Linked DNA regions of Anas platyrhynchos: region 1 is linked to region 2. A link is a contact called in public Hi-C data. All regions are on one chromosome and are shown on one strand. Each heading gives the region's core, a stretch centred on a gene start, on an enhancer-like site or on the middle of the called end of the contact. The rest is flanking DNA. Distances are from core to core; before and after follow the strand shown.

The links. A called contact is a pair of places that touch in the nucleus more often than the background predicts.
Region 1: a Hi-C map of small yellow follicle shows a contact between it and region 2, with 3 times the contacts expected there. The contact joins the promoter of TRIB2 here to the enhancer-like site in region 2. A contact is called at or near these places in 2 of 8 Hi-C or Micro-C datasets (skeletal muscle and small yellow follicle).

What each region holds. Positions count from the first base shown.
Region 1 is chr3:106,604,013-106,611,165 of IASCAAS_PekinDuck_T2T, forward strand. TRIB2 (tribbles pseudokinase 2) reads left to right here and starts at 1,583. Exons shown (of 4, transcript XM_027455248.3): 1 at 1,583-1,740; 2 at 2,572-2,982; 3 at 6,954-7,153. The coding sequence starts at 2,713.
Region 2 is chr3:106,402,238-106,409,537 of IASCAAS_PekinDuck_T2T, forward strand. No RefSeq gene overlaps it. Among named protein-coding and RNA genes, the nearest start is that of TRIB2, 200 kb to the right of the region's middle. Within about 2 kb of position 3,269, at least 2 of the 8 cell types and tissues checked have an H3K27ac peak or open chromatin away from gene starts, as enhancers often do. A contact at or near this core is called in small yellow follicle, where this site is marked.

The DNA.
Region 1 (7,153 bases), core at 333-2,832, 200 kb after region 2:
TGTGTAAAAAGCCATCTACTAAGAAAAGAATGTTTGATTTGGATCACAGGATGTGAGACTGGAGAACGTATTGCATAACTTTATGGCTTGTCCTTATTCGCAGTGATTCAGTATCCGGCACTGCTCATCCCATTTCTAAAAATGGTATTAAGAGTTACAGGGTATTCAGAGGTGATGGGAATGACTGAGGAATGGGGGGAAACACCTTTGCATTTTAAGGCAGACAGCAAAGACTGGGTTTGCAGGTCATCCTAGAGGTTGTTGCAGATCACTGGTTCTGTGTCCTTCCCTACTGCTTAAGGGACGTTCACCAGGACCAAATCCCGGCATGTTGCCAGAGGCTCATTTGTCTCGTGCCAAGCTTAACATCAAGACAATCCTTTCTAAGAGGTATTCCTCTTATAACTGTGTATCAGGCCATGTAAAGACCCTCGCCTGGGGGAGGAGTGATGAAGTGGGTATAACACTCTTTGGGAAGAACTACCCCTCACCCCTGCCATTTCTGACACCTCCCCTGCCAAGATGAGCCCCCTATAGAGGAATCCCTACAGCCTCCCTGGAGCCCTGTTCAGAGGCATTTTCTTTCAGCCCCAAAGTGCTTATCTCTGGGACAGCCTCCTCTGTTAGGCTCCTCTCATTATTAGCAGACTCCTTTGATTCACAAGGCATCATCCAAATCCAGAGGTCCTCACACCAAAATAACTCTTCTCCCATTTCTGGCTCTCTCCTGTGCTGACGAGGGGGCAAGAGGGGGCAAACTCAACGAAGTAAGTGCCAGGCTTGTTGGGAATTCAGGGAGCTGCTCATCAAACTTTCATATATATCCAAACTCCCATAGCAGAAACAATAAAATGGGGGAGGGAGGGATGTTTGTACTAAAAAAAAAAAAAAAAAAAAAAAAAAGCAGACCGCAGTGGTGCTGGGCGGGGACAGAGAGTTCTCATTCATGGCTTTCTTCATGGCAGGGTGAAAGGGTTTACCTTTTCCCTCTGCCCCCCTCTCGGCACCGTTTTAATTTTGGGATGGATTAAGGCAAACCCGGGGTCGGGAGATCTCCTCCCAGCAGACTGCACCGGGAAGCGGCTGCTGTGGCTCCCGTAAGTACGCGGAGACCCACGTTGCCCGGAAAAAAATAAAAGCGATTTCTTCATTGACAAAAAAAAAAAAAAAAAAAAAAAAAAAAAAAAAGAGAGAGAGAGAAAAGAAAGGGAAACAAAACCCACGCCCGCCTGGGGCTCCGGCGCCGGCACATGCAATGCCTGGGTGGCGGGGCCGGACTCCTCCTTAAGGTGTATTTAATTATTTGGGGGAAACTATTATGAATTAAAATTAATTAGCTAATATCCCCCCCCTCAACCGCAAGGGCAACCCCGGGAGAAGGAAGACCGGCTGCATCCCTGACAAAAGCGGGGAGCGGCTCCCAGCTCCGCGCTGGTGCCGTACTGGTGCATACTGGTGCGAGCAGCCCCCCCGGCACAGCTCGGCACGGCTCGGCTCAGCACAGCCGTGCCGCGGAAGGACGTCTCACCTTGTTTACCCTGAGAGCGGCAGGCGGCCGGGGCGGGCCGGGGCGGGCCGGGGCGGAGCGGAGCGCGGTGGGCGGCGGGGCCGGGCCGGGCCGTGCCGGGCCGGGGCGGGCGGCGGTGCCGGGGCAGTACAGTCAGCCTGCGCGCTGGGCACCGTGCGGGCGTGCGGCGGCGGCCGGCAGCGAGGCACGGAGGCAGCCAGCGTCCCCGCCACGTAAGTAGCTATTAATACGCCGGGAGATGGAAGCGGGGGGGGAGACGATGCCCTGCTGAAAGGGGAGCGACGCGGCCATCCCTTCCCCTCTCCCCCTTGGGAGAAAAAAAATAAAAATAAATACAATCTGCTGATTTTTTTTTAAATTATTTTTTTAAGCGTCCTTTAGTGCACCTCCGTTCCCCGCAGTGAGAAGCCGGCCCCGTTCTCGCAGCGCTGCTTTATTTATTTTTTTTTCTTTTCTTTGTTGTTTCTGTTCTCCATTCAGCCCCCAGCCCCAAATCCCTCCGTGCGCTTGGGATTCGCCTCCCCTCTCCCGGGGTCGCACTTTTTCCCCTTTTCCCGGAGCAGCCGCGCCGCCGGCAGCAGCTGGGTCCCTTTGGCCGCCGGGCGCGCAGCAGCACCCGCGCATCTTGCGCGGCTCGGCCGGCAGGGGGGCGGCCCCGCGGAGCCTCCCTCCGCTCCGTGCGCTCTTTTGTCGGCCGGCCCGCTCCAAGTTCAGCGCTCGCTCCCTCGCTATTTTCGCGGGGCATTTTCCCAGCGGCGGCGTTCCCACGCCATCTACAGCCCGGCGGCGGCAGCGCTGCTCAGCCTCGCAGTAGGAGAAAAGAGAGAAAAAAAAAAAAAAAAGAAGGGAAAAAAAAAAAGCCTCCCCCCCCCCCCCACTTGCGCGCAGCGCTTTTACCTAACCCTTTATCCCCACTCCTAAGCGGGAGAGGCGGCCGAAAGGCGGCCGCCCCCCAGCCCCAAGCCCAGCTCCGCACCGCTCCGCGCCCGGCCGCCGGCGGGGAACAAAGGGCCGCGGGCTGAGCGCTCTCTCCCTGTGCCCAGGACGCGGCGCTGAGGCTGGGCGCCCGCCGCCGCTCCCGCCCCCCTCCCCGGCACACAAAGGCAGCCGCAGCTGGACGGGCGAGGGACCGCGCTCCACGCCAGGGCTCCGGTGCAGCGTCTCGGCTGGTTTTCTCCATACTCATGAACATACAAAGGTCAACCCCTATCACGATAGCACGATATGGGAGACCGCGGAATAAAACCCAGGATTTTGAGGAGCTCTCGTCCATACGGTCCATCGAGCCAAGCCAGAGTTTTAGCCCGAATCTAGGCTCGCCGAGCCCGCCGGAGACCCCGAACTTGTCGCATTGCGTTTCTTGCATCGGGAAATACTTATTGTTGGAGCCTCTCGAGGGAGACCACGTTTTCCGAGCCGTCCATCTGCACAGCGGCGAGGAGCTGGTTTGCAAGGTAATCCCTCTCCTCCTCCTCTGCCGGGCTTAGCCTGCTGCCGCGGGTTCGTTTCCTGGGGCTTTAAAGGAGGTCGGGGGGTTCGGTTATTGACCAGCTTTAAAAAAGAAAAGGCGGAGGAGAGGCAGGATTAAAGGCGCATCCTGTAACTTTTCCCTCTCTCCAGACAATGGCCACGTTATAGCGGTGGCCGGGAGCCAGTTCTGCCGCTTACCCCGGGGATATTGTTCTGGAAAGAGCCGTCCTTTAAGTAGGTCTTAAAGGGAGTTTCAGGGCAGGAGAAAACCTCATCTTCCCCACTCTCACTTTTCAAAATGGAGTAGGGAATCCCCAGCTAATTTTAAGGTGTTGGGACCTGCCGGCTTCCTCGATTTTTTTTGCCCCTCTCCCGTGTTCTGTGAGTTGGGGTATGGGGGAGGTTGTGGAGGGGGGTGGTGGTGGTTGCAATCAGCTTTGTCTTAAAAGTGATTTAAAAAATCCACATCGAATTAAGCAGCCTGAGCTCCTTCACCGTGGAGGTTGTTTGCAAACAGCATCCTCCCCCATTGCACAACTCAGCAAGAACAAAACCTGCACACCTACGGTTTTCAGAAGAGCAGACAAAATAGCTATCCCACTCTTTGTAGCCTGTCTGCTTTGCTGAGCCTCCTCCCAGTTTGTTCCTACTATTCAAAGGTGAGCAGTGGGAGAAAGAAAACCCCATGCGTGCACGCCTGTCGAGGGATGTTCTCCTTTCGGGCTGAGGGAATATTTTCCTTTGTTCCTAAATTGCGATTCTCATTGTCTGTAGCAAGCCAGACTTATGCCAGGCAAACCGAGGCAGTACCCAGTAGTAGTTCTTATAACTACGTAGCACATTGCAACCTTGCAACACCCGCTGCAGTGTTTGCATTGTTCCTGAAATATGGAATTGTGCCATGTAGCTATCTTGAGCAAGCGTCTCGTGTCGAACTAACTGCAAAATTGAAAAAAGGTACAATACATCTACTTTTCACATTCCAGGGATTAATGGTAGTATTGCTGATGGTTGCATACTTCTGTACTCGATTCATAAGAAGTTATGGACTAGCTTGTAGCAAGGAAGTGAAAATAATTGCTCCTGTTTGCTATTTGTGAAGACTGGAGTTCAGAGGGCAATTTAAATGTGCTCATTGATTGAGTTATAAAACCTGATGTTAAGGCAACCTAGGACTTTGTGTGATTATTCAGGGGAAAAAAAGGGCCCGTGACTTTGCAAAGGACTAATACTGCATGCTGAAGTGAATGCTTTGTTACTAAACTGAAACAGAACATGAGAATTTCTAGAATGAAAGCCCTGCTTGGTGCAGCAGTACAGTGCTGCACTCTAGGACATTGGCATCTTTTCATGAAATAAACAGATCCCACAAAGCTGCTGCTCTGCGTGAAATTATAGGTGAACTTGCATAGCAAGGAGTAAAGTGGGGGCTCTGCTCGTCTTTGTTTCCTGTTTGCTTTGCAGGATTAAGGTAGTGTTTTGATAACAGTATGAGCAGCATGACTGCAGCTCACAAAGGGTGGACTTGATTTTTTTTTCTCCTCCCTTCAAGCTGTATGTTTTTAAACCGATCCTGACATTTGAATAGTGTCAGTTTTTCCGTATGTGCAAGGCACTACTTCTAGCTGGGCTCCAAAATATGATCTTAGCTTGAATTGCCAGCTTGTGAATATGCAGTTGTCAGCCCTGAACTCAATTTAATGCATTCTTTAAAATGCCTGCAGTATCATGACTAGTATTTGTCAAGTAGCCTTCCGGCTAATAGACCTGCTATCTGGTATCTTATTGAAGATGCTCTTAGAGATTGCTTGCACAAACATTGGTTTGGATAGCAGACACATACTGATGATTCTCAAGATTCATTTGGCTGCACCCACTGCCTGTACAGATGCCGTTACTTGCTTCGAGGCTCTGTGGCATCCAGACAATGGTAACTTCTCACTTCCAATTTCCAGCAAGAACTAAATCAAACTGCAGCTTATTGGACATTCTCTGAATTGAGGCCAGGGATCTTACATGCTGGGATACAAAGAAGCGCTTTATAAAAGGTATTCTAGGCTGTAGCAGGGTGATAGCACTTCCCATCTCCTCACTTGCAAATACAGTGCTGATACATATCCAGACCTACTTACCTTACCCGAGAACCACAAAATATAACTAATTTATATCAGGATAACCTGGTTAGAAGAGAATTCTGGAAAGGCTTTTTTTTTCACTTGAGGGTTTGAGCTACATGAATGTTCCTGCTTAAATTTTATTTTATAGCAGCCGCATTGTAGTAGAGCCATTCACTTACAATGTATTAGTTTTGAGACCCAAATGTCAATGAATTCTCCTCTGGACTGATTTACACACCAAGGATTTTAGCAACACCCCCTCCCCACCCCAGTTCTGCTTCCCTGGCTCACCATGTCACCAGAATGGCTCAGTGTTAATCTACACCCCCCCCCCCGTAAAATGTGTTGGATCTGTTTGGCAGCCTGCCTTTAAGGTTGTTTTTGCCTGTGCTGGTGTACAGCAGCACAGGTATGGGGTGGTGGGAAGGAGCTGGGTGAGGAGGGGGTGTCCCCGTTTTGGGGTCCTTTTCAGGGGAAGGAGTTAATGATTGCACTCTGAAGTGTTACAAGGCTTAGGTTTTGAAGCCTCAGGTAAATTTGTATTGAACTGCATCTCTGATGCTCGGTACTCAATGCTTTATAAAGCTTCAAAGAAAGCAAGGAAGTTTGCTTCTTGGAGAGGACACAAATACCCACTACAGGGATACAAAAAGAAGGAAAACAATTGCATTTTAAACTGGTAGGTTTGATACCTTCACTGGTTCTTCATTTTTTTTGTTCAATTAGAATGAGACATGACCACCTTAAATTCTTTTTACCAAAGTAACAAAACACCAGAGAGTGAGTTATATATTGATAGAATTTTTATGCTAGTGGAAATGCTAATCCCTTGCTTTGTGTTACATCTGGAGCAGGTATAACTGAAAATAACAATCACTCCCATCAATACTTGGCTTATACTCTCTTTCAGCACACTGGCTTCTGTTCTTGTTAATGAAGTCTTTCTTCTTTGTGTAGTATGGGCATTTCTCAATTGACTCAAATACTGATTCATTCGTCATCACTAGATTATAGTAACTTTTTATATTTGGGTTTCCCAGCAGCCTTTTTAATTCCTACAGCTCATTCATAAGATCAGTGATAACATACTTACTATTAAAGGGACACTTTGCTTTTAATGGAGCACTTGACTGAAAGGCAGAGACTTTGGGGTGGTTTTTGTCTTTGCCTTTTGAAGGGTGTTTGTCTGTGCTCCAAGAGGCAGGGCTATTTCCCCTGTTGTCCTTCTGATCTTATAAACAGCCATTGTAAAACTGAGACTTTGAAAGTGAAAGTGACTTTGCTGTTCATGGGAGATGAAAGAAATGCAGGAAGTAAACGTGAATAGTGACAGATGATATTTTAAACCAGAAAATCCTGAAAGCTTTAATGGGTTAATAAAATCAAGAGAGAGGCGTGTGGATCAGGGTGGATTTAATTTGACAGCTTCTCTCAACACAAAGCTACCGGTCATGTTCTCTATGAGTTTATTTGGATGTAAAATAGAAGATAAACAAGCTTCCTTCCAAGAACCGCCTCTGCATGTCATTGGTCTTTACAGCTTAATTCAGATTACATTCTAAATTTGATCAGCTATTTGCTAATGAAACTGTTCTTGCTACAAGTTTTGAACGCTAGCCTTTTCCGTCAAGGCTACGTGTATCTGTTGTATGGGGTTGTACAGTCTGTTTTGTCTCGTCCTCTGTGCCGTGAGCCTGTGACATCCTGTTTACATCGGTACAGCTTCAGCAGCAGCATAAACTGTACTCAGAGGTGGTGCTGTTAACAGAATTAGATATGCCCTAACTTCACTGTCCTTCAAAGTGCTAACCCTGGCTTTACTGTCCTTGTTCCTGCAGGTGTTTGATATTGGCTGCTACCAGGAGTTATTAGCACCATGTTTTTGTCTGCCTGCACATAAAAATATCAACCAAATTACTGAAATAATTCTTGGGGAGACAAAAGCGTATGTGTTCTTTGAAAGGAGCTATGGGGACATGCATTCGTTTGTTCGTACCTGCAAGAAGCTTAAAGAAGAAGAGGCAGCCAAACTCTTCTA
Region 2 (7,300 bases), core at 2,019-4,518:
AAAAAAGTATTTATTTATTTATTTATTTTCCACAGAACTGTTGCAGCAAACTCCCCAAAACACTAATCCTTGATTTCATACCATTTACAGTCCACTCAGCAGTCCTCTGCTTGGTTGCTCATGAAGTGAACACATCTCCAAATATGTCAGTTCAATCCTGCTTTTCTTTAACAATCTGAGAACCATAATTTACATAATTCTATGTGGTAACTCCTTATAGAAGAACGACAGAATTACTGTATGAGCTTCACAACTTATTGTTACACATTTATTTTTACTCCAGTGAAACAGTGCAGAATCCTACTGTCCATGTGACTTCTGCCCTAAAAGCCTGAGGTAATAAAGGCTTCAATGGTTACCAAGCAATGTTCACTGTTAACACTAAAAATGATCAAACTTCACTGCCAAATACAAAAGACTGATGTCCTTTCACTAACTCTATTGAGAAACTATTTCAGAAAATTACTCCTCAGACAGTTACAGTCTAATTTTCAGCTGTATTCTTGGTGAGTTTACAGCATTTGTTATTTTCCATTCTTCCCAGTATGTAGTGACGAATGACATTTTCTTTTTCTCTCTCTTTCTTAAGGAGGCTGAAACACCTTTCTTGGATGCTGCTTGCTTTGTTCCATCAGGATTATTATCACGTACAGACTTTGTAGCTTTTTGTTCCTTCAGGGGCTTGTTGTTTGGTATCTGACTCACAGAGTGCTGGTAGTGCTGCTGCACTTAAAATAAAACTGAATGCTTCCTAATTTTCATTCTCTTTTGGTCACCAGGTCTTTTACCCAGTCTCTTAGCATGTCCCCATCTGGTGTTTTTCCCCACAAAACCTCTGTTTTTGTGGATGTGAAATGGTATTAAATAACCGTTCTTAGATCATACATTTTTTCCTATGATATGTTGGTCAGATTATGTTGACTGCACTGATAAGAAAAATACATGAAATGGTGTATCTCTGTAGTTACACAGAAAGAAAGAGATTCACACACATTTATTTAAGTTTGCCTAGTTATACACCTGCAAGAACACCCAGTTAAAGTTGTTTTCTCAAGTGCAGTCAAGGATTTACCACAATAGATGAAACTGATATTACTTGACTTTAGCCTTCTAAACTTTGGGCTTTTATTCTTGTTAATTGCCTATGTCCCTTACATAAAATGGAATGGAAAGAGAGCTTTCCACCTATCATAAGTAATTTTCTTTTTTTCTTTAGCATAGAACAATCAACTTTCTCAAAGTGTTTTTTCCAGTTTACTACTCAACGAGCCTACACAACCAGCTTTCATTAAGTGCCAAAATGTTAAATGTTTCTTAGTTAAATCTCTCCTTAAAAGACTCTAGGTGCTGCCATAAAATTTGACTTCTTAGTTGCCATAGCTGATATTTCACACTTGTATTTTCTGGGAAGAAAAAAAAACAAACACCACTCACACAGAAAACATGCAAGTCCCATGTGGTCTGTGAACTGGTTTTGCGCTAAAGGGTTTTGCAAGGGAGAGGACCCAGATTGCCAACAAAGACTGAGCTGAAAGCAAGAGGGCAAAAATCTTAATTGAGAGAACAAAGCTGTTTCTTCTCAACAAGACATATTAAGTAGCATATTACCTATGGTTTCTAGATCTGGAATTGCTTCCTTGGTCTTGACAGTTACTTGAAATTAAAAAGCCTTATATACATTTAAAGAAACAGACGTTGGTACTCACTATTCATCTAAGGTACCACTGATTTCCTTGGATTTACTTGTGTCAGGAGAGTACGGACTATGTAGTGTGAATAATGTTCCCGAAATCATTGTGAATTTTCTAAATTCCCTCAATTCTGTGTCACTAAGTTTTTCCTTAGGAAAAATCTGACACAACACAGCCTCACAATCTACTTTTCTTCAGCAATGGGGCAATGACAAATATAGAACAATCAGTGCAAGACTAATTTAAAAACAAACAAAAAACAAAAACAAAAACAAACAAACAAAAAACAACAACAACAAAAAAAACATTATTCAAAGAAACAGCATTTTTCTTAAACTTGCAAAAATATTAGCACTAGCATTTGTGACTAGTTAAAATCCCATTCTGTGTATGACCTTAAGCAGTTGATCTCTCTAATGCTCAGATACTCCATTTATAAAAGGGGGACAATAATATTTCCTTTGTAATATGCTTCAAGCCATACAGATGAAAAACATTAGATAAGCAGCAGCTATTATCTTCACTGTTATTAAAACCTTGCTGACAAGACACAGATAATATTGTAATTCCTGTAAGACCTGAAGACACAGTTTTTTGCGTTTTACAGACATGATTCTGTACTTGATGTCCTAACTCACTCAGCATAAAAAATAAACATTATAATATAATTGCTCTCTGCTTTACCTGGTCTGACTTTTAATAACAAGACAGCTCCTAGGGACAACAGCTTGCTGTATTCTAATAAAAATTTGGAACAGCTGCACGTACTTCATTCCAAGCTCTCCGCCTTGTATAGTTTATCTTCAAAACCACCTTAGAGCAAACCCCACTTGTTTACTTCAGTGGAAGTTTTTCCACTAGGCATGTAAACTCATCCAACCTATCTCTCCCTTGTGTTTATATATAAAAATACCTAATATATCTCTGCCAGAAATTTCAAGGAAGAGAGTAAGTATAGGCTATCCAAGGCTAAGCAAACAAAAGTCATCAAGGTTTTGGAAAAACTTGTGAGTTCATTTTCTTCAGAAGAACAAGTTATTTGGTAGTGAGTGAAATTTGCTTCTCTAGATTTGTGTCCCTTCTTCTCTAAGCACACCTCTGTCTCCAGCTAAACACCTCTTTATTGCAATAACTTCTCCCCTTAAATCTGAATGGGAAAGAGGCTACAGTGCTGGGGCTATTCTGGATCCAGGGCAAGGAAATATTTGGGTTTCAGGAGGGCAGTGAACTGACAGACAAAACAATAGTTGAATATTTTTGTTTCCAGAGAAAATCAAGCTAAAAACAGCAACAGATCCTCACTAAATCACATCAGGCAGAGCCCCAAAGGCCAGGCTCTTCAGGAAAACAAAGATTTAGATTCAATATCTATGTGTTTTAATAGTGGACGTCTGTTCAATCTCCTGCATGGCCTTGAAAGCCTCAATACAAAGACAAGTCTTTGCCACCTAGAGCCCATGATCCCTATTGATCACAAAACTATTGTATATTTGTGCAATGTTCAGGGAAAGGATTAAGTTGCTTTTTTTTTTTTTTTTTTCCCCCTCAATTCCTCTGTCTCCAAACTAAAATGTACCCAGACCCAGCCTACTTAACAAAACTGTACTACTAGAAACATACTGATAAGAAGTACTATGTAATAATAGTGTAGCTGCTGGTAGAATGCTGTTAAGGAAAAATGATGTTGATATAAAATATTTATCTTCTCATCCAAAATAATAACTTTTACTAACGTATGTATATATATAAAGAATCAGTCTTTTATCTGTATTACATAGGCTGCAAACTTTTAACACTCATATAAAGTGGTTCAGCTTCAATGCTTAGATGTTAACATGTTCGATTGAAGTGCACCTGGTTTTACAGCTAGTCAGCCTGACTGCTGCTTCCCCGAAGGGAAAGAAGTGACACGGGATCCCCAGAGTATAGCTGAAATATTAGTCAAAGGCTGACAAGTATCTGAACAATTTGCTGATGCATGTTGAGACGGCCTCCTCTCAGGGGAGTAGTTGTGACCTCAGCCCTTGCACTGTATCTGCATTAGTACAAATTAGGAATATTCAAGAAAATTAAAAGACTTCAAGCTTCCTGAGTATAATGAATGAGTAAATCCAGCCCAGTCAAGGAACAGGCTTCAAAAATAATCATCTTGTGCACAACCTCCTATGACAGACAGGCTAAACAAGTGATTAGATTGGAGTTGTTACTGATTATTGAAGCCTACTGTCAATATCACACCCCTTACTGTTAGATTTTAAATCAGACATTTTAGCCACATTCAGACTTCAGGGTATGCCTGTCACAAGCTGTACTGTTGGCTATTACACAACACTGTTTGCCTCAGGGTTTTTACAAAGATCTGTGGGAAAAAAAAATAAACAAAACCAACTGCATTGCTCCAGTTTTTTCTTTCAGGATGTTTCTGGAGTGTTGTGACAGGTGATGTTTCTGGTGAAGTTTCTTGCAACTCTCCAGAATATTGTTTGCTTATATTAATGAATGAGTGGTCACAAACAGAAGGAAAAAGAAGACTCTGAATTAAAAATAGTAAGGGAAGATACTGAACTGAATGCTTTCAGTCATTGCAATCCCTCAAAATTTGGTAATACAGACTTTGGCTTAGGTTCATCCTCACAACATACTATGTATAACTGAAGACATGTGAATGAACAAACTGTTCTCAGAAGGTACACCCTGAGTGTAAGAGAGGTTGGAAACTAAAGATTTCTGTCTTCTGAATCAGTAATGACATCCAGCAAAGATCCATTTTGGTTCATGGTTTCTCACACATGGAGCAATAAAATTCCCCAGCTATCAGTCTAATATTGACTGATATCAATATCTTACCATACTCAGCTCTGGGAGCACAGGTCTGAAGAGACATCATGAGTGATGACATACAAGGCCTTATATAACAAGTACCCATGCAATATAATAAAATCATAAGTCTTCAACTTCAAATAAGAAATTAAGCAGCATCCTTTCAGAATCTCACTTCTTTGCTGGTTAGGAAGTAATTTTAATTTTTTAATGCTTTTGGGGTTTAACATAAGGTTTTTTTTATTTTATTTTTTTTATTATTATTCAATAAGAAAAATAAGTTGTATGGTTAATAATATTTCTCTTTATCATATTTTTGTCTTGTGGTATAGACTGAAGGCCTCCAGTGGAAACAGATGCCTAGGAAAGATCTTCTGGTTATATTCTTATTCTTGGAACTGTTTGCAGGATTTGATACTACTAATTTCTGGAGAGTTGTCTGTGCTGGTACATGGAGTCTGTTCCTCTGGTGTTCAAGGCTCCATGTCTTATTGTCCCATGCATCAAAGCACTGAATTTTGTCTGAAAAGCAGCTAAAGTTTCTGCTTCTATTTTGTCTGGAAGGCTGTTTTAAAACATTATTGTTCCAACTGTTTTAATTTCCAGAACAATTTATTTATGAACAGCTTATATTAGGCTTTTGTAATGCCAGCATTGTTCTTTAGCTTAAAATAGCTCTTCTGAATCTTTGCTTGCCCCTATATAGCAAGTACATTCCCTCTCTACTTTTCTTTTCTTACACTAAACAAGCCAAACTCTTGAGCGTCCTGTCAGACAGACCCTCTACTCCCTTACTTATCCTGGCAGTCCTTCTGTAAGTCTGCTCCAGGCCAAGTTCATCTTTCTTGAACACATGATCAGAATTGTCTCCTCAGTGACTTGAACGGCATTAACAATTTCTACTGTCTTTTAATGCTGGATTTCTCAATACTTCCTAGGAGCATATTATTTAGAGGTAGCTGCATTGCACTGGATCAAAACCATTATCTTTCCAAACTCAAGAACTCTAAAGACTTAGAGCTGTTTTGTTGTTGGTGGTGGTATGGGTGGCTTTTCATTTGATTGTTTTTGTAGATGAACAGCCATCTACATGTCTATTCAACATGTAGTTTATTTTATTTGGATGTTTCTTTAAAATGGCATCATTTGGTAGTAAAGAAAAAGAGCTTCAAATAGAAAGGTAGTGTTCCCGAGTGTCTAAGAGAATGTCTTACTTGTCTTAGTATCTTTTGTGATCTAATAGCTAGGCATCTTAGTGAATTCTCTAGGCTCTTTTTATCATCAGTGGAGAGCGACAAGCACTTCTAGAGTGTGATTTAGCTCATCTTAAAATAGATATCTAAAACAAGAGGGAGGCATTGCTCTTTGGAAATTGCCTGTCTCACCCTATAGATGATAAGAGGAAACTAGACAACTGTCTCAGATGTTTTATTTGACTTGTGTGTGGCTAAAGTAAGGAGTTATGAATCTTACCCCAGGTAATTCAGGACAGTGAAATTCTGTTTCAAAAGAGATTCAGGTTTGCTAGTGTCTATATTTTACTGAAAGGCAATAAAATTTAGATTTTTAATGTAATGGGAAACATTGGTCATATTTATCTATTAACTGTAATAAGATTATGTACATACAGAACAATTGTAGTTATTTAAGAAGTCCCCTCTTTAGAAAAGCACCTGACTATGTCAAAGGTTTTTATGCTCACTGGGTTGCACTGACAACCCTGGAGATCCACAGATTCACCAGACAGCTATGAATTCTGACCTAGATCCTACAACTATAAATATGGTTATTTATCTGGAAAAGACTGCTCACTCATAAAGAGTTTCTGGTGAATGCAAACACTTGCTGGACCTGGGAAAATTCACGACACTGTTACAAATATATTGTGCAGTTCTACAATCATATCCTTCCTACTAGTACATGATATGCCAGATAAGATCCAAATATTTTACCACAGGTCTCTATATTATCTTTTTTTTTTTTTTCTTTTTTTTTTTTTTCTTCTTGTGAGTAAGGTTGTTTTACATACATACTATCATTCTAAAAGGAGTGAGGAGGAGGTCAAAGGATTTATCTAAAACATATTAGAGTTTGATCTCATCATCTTTAGACATCTTTCGGTAAGAGGAACACTGTCTGGTAAAAAGTGCCCTACTATATTTATTTTTAGTAGGTAATGAAGAAACATGTTTCACATTTTGTTCCTTAAATGTGAAGAGGTACTTCAAAATGACACCCCTTTTTGTCATTTTAAAATGAGACACACTTTCCATTTACCTACCCTAAACATGAAAAAAAAAAAAAAGAAAAAAGAAACCACAACAACAATGAAGCCCAGTGAACAATTCAGTTGTTTAAACCTGAAATCACCTTTTATCCTTCACTGAAAGGCACCCTAATCCTTCCACAAATAAGTGTAAAAATAAAATTGAGGGAGCGACTTCCACCTTTCTGTCACAGGAAATCTTGCTGAGACTAATCTGCGTTTTAGAAGGTTTACTTTTAAATAGGATTTCCTTTTGCTGCATGTACACACACTGAGTCAGGAAGCTCCAGTCTGAGTCAATGCTAAATGCATTTGGTTTTCAACTTGAGTCGGCTTGCAAATGATGGAACCAATGATTCATAATTTCCATCCTGACCTTGTTTGCTTTATAGTCACACTGTGGCAGGTGAATTGTCATGTTCAAGATCATCAAATTATTTAGGAGGAAACTGATGCCATCCATTAGCCTGCCAAATGAAAGACACATTTGCATGTATCACAACAAGTTATAGGACGGTGAAAT